Regions from separate parts of the Triticum aestivum genome. Here region 2 is linked to region 1. Evidence: chromatin contacts called from public Hi-C data. All regions are on one chromosome and are shown on one strand. Each heading gives the region's core, a stretch centred on a gene start, on an enhancer-like site or on the middle of the called end of the contact. The rest is flanking DNA. Distances are from core to core; before and after follow the strand shown.

Region 1 (3,036 bases), core at 318-2,817:
AATCTCTCCAGAAGGGGGCCACCCAAGTTAACATTTTGGTTCTTCTTCACCACCTCCAAGTAGCTTTTGGTCATGGGGGCACCTAGTAGCTTGGAGGAGACCATATCAGAGTCATTGGCAACAGAGGCAGGGGTGGAACACTTATGAACAGCGCCACTATGACCAGCAGTATTAGTTTTGTCCTTGGCAGCTTGATTGCTATTGCCAGTGTCCATATCCTCTCCAAGCAAATCATCTTCACTAGTATCAAATCATCTTTCCTTATTTTTTCTGTCACATAGACTCAAATTCCTTTTATTTCCTTATATCTTTGCATGTCGATTGAAATACTCTTATTTCTTGTCAAGTCCCCCTTGATACACAGAAAGATCAACGACGTATATAAATTGGGATGATATCGTGTAAGCGGGCGAGGTGGTACTATTTAATAGCTGAAGCAACCTAATTTCTTTGAAACTTTGAGCTAGTTCAATTGGCTAAGGCAATGTATAGTCTATGGGGAGGTCCTGTGTTCAATTCCCAAAACCAGCAATTTTTTTTTTGTTGGCCTGGTCTTATGTGGGCCAGTTTAATTAGGCCATAGGGCAGGTCAGCAATTGTTTCGCCCTCTTAGATGGGCCGCCTTACTTCTTTGGGGTTGCTAGCTGTGAGGCGATAGTATATTGATTAAAGGTGAAACGTAAAACCCTCTTGTTTTACGTAAGGGAGTGCTAGCTCAATTGGTCATGCCCTTTGGTAGGAGCACTCGAGGCTCTGTGTTCGATCCTTCACAACAGCAAATATATTTCTTGGTTGAACTTTTTTTCTATAAAAAGTAGTATCGTGGGTTGAATAAAAAAACCACATGGGTTTTTATGCAAAATTACGTGATGATGAACTTGACGGAAGCAATGCGTGCTTTATTAGTAGGTAAAGATATATGGTGAAAGATAGTATAAGAAAAATCATCTCTTAACTAAAAGGCAGTACGAAGGCATTTCGCCGCCTGTTTTGGTTACAACGCGATATCAAACGATGACAATGTCTGCTCGTTTTTGCCTCAAAAGTTACATCTTCTCATAAGCTGCCATGCTTATCTGAAGAAAATGCAATGCGTCTCTGGAGAAACTGCAAGCAAAAATGTTGCCAACTATTGGGTCATTAAAAAAAGACAATATTTTTCTAGGTTTTCTGAGTATGCCACATTTAGTAGCTGACACCATTGTACATGTCCTTGACACCTCAAGATCCATTTTCCACGTTGAGCCGATTCAGTACTCCGACACTAGCGGGAATCCGCATCCCAAACTGCTTTTATCCGATATAACAACCCTATCCGGTTTGTTTGACTCATCACCCGCGATTACCGACGAAGATCCCGAAAATAACACCACACCACCCATTTTATCCACTTCCACCCTATCCGTTTCCTAATTTCGGACGGCTAAAAACTGCGTCGGCTACGCTGGGCCGCAGGAGCCGAGCCGACCGCGCAAGGCGGAGCCCGGAAACAGAAAGAGTTGCGTACGCCCCCCAAATATCTCGCCTACGTCCGCTCCCCACCACCCCTCGGCCTCATCTATAAAACTCCACCCGCTCCCTCCCTCCAACAAAGAAGGAACGATCCACTGCGCCTCGCCTGCGGCACACACACCCCTCGACACCCAAGGTAATAACCAGCTCCATCCCCTCCCTCTCTCGGCCAAGAACACGCGAGGCAAGAACAGATTCACCGGAGGAGGAGATGAGGATGATGATTGTATGAACGTGGCTCCTGATCTACCACGTACGCGCAGGTTTGGTTGGATCGTCGTGCTCCATGGGGCTTCTTGACCAGCTGTGGGACGACACAGTGGCCGGGCCGCGGCCGGACCACGGCCTCGGCAGGCTCCGCAAGTACGCCTCCTTCTCCCCGTCCTCCGCGGCGGCCGGTACGACCGCCGCTGCCGTGCCGTCGGCCGACGTGGCGGCGCCGGCGGTGACGCGGAGCATCACCATCCTCCGCCCGCCGGCCCTGTCCGTGACGTCGCCGCGCAGCGAGTCCGGCTCCGGCTCCGCGCCCTCGTCCCCGGCCAGCGTCCCCGACTCCCCCTTCGGCACAGGTATCTTATCTACCTACACCTTTGCCTCCTAATTTTTTTTTCTTAACTTTACATTCGAGGCCGGCGTGATGTGTTGTGGCTGACATGCTTGCTTGCTTGCGACTGCAGCAACGACGCCCAGGGGAGAGAGTGGCTGGAGCAAGCTGCGCCGCAAAGGCAGGATGGCCGCCGACGGCATAGAGGCTAGCCCGGGCACCCCCAGGAGCCCCACCGTCTACGACTGGTGCGTTGGCTTCAAAGTTCAAACCGAATATCCCCTCCTGTTTTAAAGTGCACCACATCATGAACCCAAATGCTAGATCCAACCACCATGACTCTATCCAGTACAGTAGCCATAGATCTGATGCCTCTGAACCGTGTATCTGGCAGGGTGGTGATCAGTTCGCTGGACCGCTAACCGTGAAAACAGAAGCGGATCCACCAAGACGGAGAAGCGCACGAGCACAATGAGAGTAGCTGCAAACTATGACCGGAAGATCATGGAACCCTGCCCCAGTATATGTTACTGTATCAGTTATATGTACTACTACTAGTACTACTTCCGTTGTAAACATCCACTCCACGTGAGATGGTGCTAGTTTTCGTAGCCAAGGATGTGCCACCGTGTAGATGTTTCTAAGTCGTAGCTCAAGGAAAACTTGGTAGTAGGCAACCGGCGACGTGCAACGACCTGAGGCGAATGAGACCGGTGTGAAGCGTGTGTGTAAATCCTACCAGTAGGTGTAGATGAGAGGGGATCCCCTGCTGCTTGCTCTGTACAAGGCCCGCGGGCAGCATGTGCTAATGCATGCAGTGTAAAATACTGTCTGCAATATGTCAGGCATCCTCCCTAGTTGGTTTAGCTAGTTCAAGAAATGGCACCAATAATTTGATTCGAGTTCGAGGGTGGTGTCAGATCGATGTGAAGGTTATCTGTGCTCGGTCTTCTCTGTACGGTTAGGGTCAAAAGGACGGG
Region 2 (3,354 bases), core at 746-3,245, 160 kb before region 1:
TATCACCCCGCAAACGCCCAGTAAACGTCTGTTGATGTAGCAAAGCCGATCTGGCACAACCACTAGAGCAGACCACGCCGCGCAGAGCCACTACTGGCCACGCGACTGGGAGGGCCAACCAACACACGCAACACCACTCGCCGGACGAGCTCAACACCGCCTTCGCACCCAGGGCCGCCACCCTGGAGTACCAGAGCTCCCCAGCAAGACGTAGGACAGCAGAGACCCCGCCGCCACCTTCATCGGCAGCCTCGCGGGGACGCCGGCATCCTCCTCGTGTGGCGGCGGGGAGCGTAAGGAGGCAGGTAAAGGGTGAGGGGGGACTATCTATGATTTACAGGAGAAGACGCCTACACTGCATGATTGCTCGCTGGATGCCAGGTTAGATCATGATTACAGATTACGCCGGTGCATCTCTGATCTGTCCCGGGGAGAAAGTAGAGTAAAATACACCGAGCATGTACATACGCCCATTTTCTCTGTGATCGAGCTCCCCTTTCCTGTAAGCCGACACGCCGAAACAGGGCGCCGGAAAACACTGAGTACTGCACCCCTGCACCGCACAGACATCTCGATCAGGACAATTCTTAAGCGCTAAACAATAACTAATGACCCGGTGGCAGAGCGGTACCTTTGCGTACGTGTCCAAACTTTTCATGCATGCACTGCATCTGAACGAGGGAAAATGTAGTCTACTCCAGATTGTTTAACGAACCACACAACCGTTAACACATCCCCGTTCTCAACCTTTAAATATGCAGCTACCCTCGTGGTCACGTAACAAAATGAAACTTACTCCATGCCACTTTGCTTGATCCGATTTAATTACTATATACGACTCGCATACGTGGCCTGGACTTGTGTACGTACTGTACGTTAGCACAGATCAATCATGCTAGAGGATGGATTCTGAGACAAGGCCAGCCAGCCAGGGCATCGATCGCTTGGAAAGCCGGTCTCGGCAACGTGCAGGCACATGACCACTGAGTACCGACGGGCCAACCCACCCCACACGGGAAGCGTACGCAAAAGCGCGCGGCGCGCTTCCGGCTTCTCCAAGGTACCGCACCGCACAAGACGAGACCTCGACATGTTGCATGCATGCAGTGACGCGCAAAGCTCACCTTGCAAACTAAATTAGGGTACGGGAAAAGCCGTGGTGCCATGTGACCTGCACTGCACAGGTCGGTGGCAGCTCCCTCTTAACTGCCGGCGGTCAAAAAATTTCTCTATTCATGCTTCGTTCGTGTCGTGGTGAATGGTTCGCCGGCGCGGTTCGTTCGGCCGGCCGGAGGCGTTTAGCGTGTTCCCGTGTTTCGTCCGGGATGGGCGCCGGGCCTGTGGCATTAAACCACTGCTGTTTTTGTAGGGCGTGTGTGTGTGTGTGTGTGTCCCATAGGCCATAGCCTTATGATTGCACGGCACAGGGATTGGATTCCGGCAGCTGGATGCATGTAATTACTACTCCCTTCATTCCAGCTAACTTTAATACAAAGTTGGGTTATCTATTTTGAAACGGAGGGAGGATATATGATGGTCTTTTGGTTAGTCTGGTATCGTATCTTCTAGGCTAGGCTAGCTTGTTTGAAAGCTAGCCGTGTGGTACTACGTCAAAAAGAAAACAGATCACCTAAGCTAGTTCGGGTGCTTCCAATTCCATCATGACTTTGAGGCTGGAATAATGTTGCCTCCAGTTTAGTCATGCGCCCATACTGGAGTGGCCGGTCCTACATGTGTACAGCTGTACCTACGAATTTCTTGAAGGATTGATGCCCTCTTTATAATAAATAATAATAGTTTTTTTGCAAAGCTCTTTCTTTTTACCAGAAAGAATAATCTTAAGAGTTTTTCCCCCGCAAAGACAACTCTTAAGAATTGAAGGGGTAAAATTTAATATAGGTTGGCCCATGAAGAACTTTCTTTGAGGATCTGAAAACTTTCTAGACGCTAAACCGGCCCAAATAAAGCCTGTTGGTTCTATTCATTAGGCAGTTCTCAAAGTTCCCGACGTTCCGTGTAGTCTGGAGCATCGGGAGAAAATCCGTGTGGGCCATGCAAGCATAACTGTCACCGCCTGCGCGTGAATACAAACGTTTTCACTAATGTAAGAAATAAAAAACGCGTGGATACAAACTCCGGTGCAGCTTACGGATCAGCAAAACGCGCGTTGCTGATTCGAAACTAAGAAACGGAGGAGACAACCGCACATCGCTCAACCATAAATTCATGGCCAGCTCCCAGTCATTCTATTTGCAGCACATCAGTCACAGCTCGCAAGAACCTGAATCAAACATGTCCCGGCCATTCCCTCCACTGTTCGTCACACTGGTCCTGCTGCTGCTAACGTCGACCTCGTCGCCGGCCACCGCCGCGGCAGAGATCGCGGAGGCGCCGTCCGCCGTTGGCTGCAGCGGGAGCGCGGAGGCGGCGTCGCGGGTGGTGGCGGAGAGCTGCACGGACGACATCGTCAGGTCCTTCTTCGGCGTGCGCGGCAGCGACCTCTGCTGCCGCGCGCTGGAGACGGCCGGCGCCGGGTGCTACCGCGCGGCGTTCTCCGGCTCCCCGTTCGCCGATATCTACCCGACCATCCTCGGTAACGTCTGCGGCCTCGCCGTGGCTCCCAGCCCCGGGGAGCGGTCGTACTACTAGCCTAATCTCCGGTTGTAACCGAAGTTGAGAAAACGAGATGTAATTATAAGATCATCTGAAATAAAATCGGCTACGTGGTACAAAGTCCAATTCGGTTCCTTTAAAAAGTTCAATCGGAGCACGTATGCAAGACGTATAAAATGGACATCTCCTCCATCGCACGAGTCGCGGTCGCTGACTCACTGCGGGCGTACTTTTCTCTACGTGAAAATGACAGGGTTATCGTCACGGAGAAAAAGAACGGGAAGACGCAGCGCCAGCGCAAAAGCGTGGCAAAGACACATCCACTTCAGATCGGCCACGGCCTGCTCTTAAAGGGAAGGGCGCAGTTTACATCGACAAAAACAAAGGAAAAGAAAAGAAAATCCTCCTAGCTGAGGTTGAAGGTGAAATATATGATCTAGAGTAAATCCTTAGTTACTGCTATGAAACTGACCAGTGGATAATGGATCCAGGAATATGAAGAAACGGGGTGAAAAGCAGTGTCCCTGAATCCTAAGCTGTCGGTACATGGTCGAATTCAGTATTTCTCTTTTCCCGAGTTTTTTGGACAATGCTGACTTTGCCGGAACTTTACCTGATCCGAACGCGATTGATGTTACTTCCTTCAGTGGAGCAAGTGGTAACTCAGTGGAGCCGAGGTTTTCTTTTTAATCTCACCAAAAAAAAAAAAAAACTCAGCGGGGAACATCGAGTCTCCACTTA

The links. A called contact is a pair of places that touch in the nucleus more often than the background predicts.
Region 2: a Hi-C map of leaf shows a contact between it and region 1, with 4 times the contacts expected there. The contact joins the promoter of LOC123107062 here to the promoter of LOC123103772 in region 1. A contact is called at or near these places in 1 of 5 Hi-C or Micro-C datasets (leaf) and 1 of 1 datasets of contacts at active chromatin or transcription factors (leaf).

The regions. Positions count from the first base shown.
Region 1 is chr5A:428,447,549-428,450,584 of IWGSC CS RefSeq v2.1, reverse strand. It overlaps LOC123103772 (dormancy-associated protein homolog 3), which reads left to right and starts at 1,567. Exons shown (of 4, transcript XM_044525455.1): 1 at 1,567-1,648; 2 at 1,776-2,081; 3 at 2,190-2,304; 4 at 2,451-2,958. The coding sequence starts at 1,799. The coding sequence ends at 2,478.
Region 2 is chr5A:428,604,070-428,607,423 of IWGSC CS RefSeq v2.1, reverse strand. LOC123107062 reads left to right here and starts at 1,995. Exons shown (of 1, transcript XM_044529069.1): 1 at 1,995-2,729. The coding sequence starts at 2,227. The coding sequence ends at 2,649.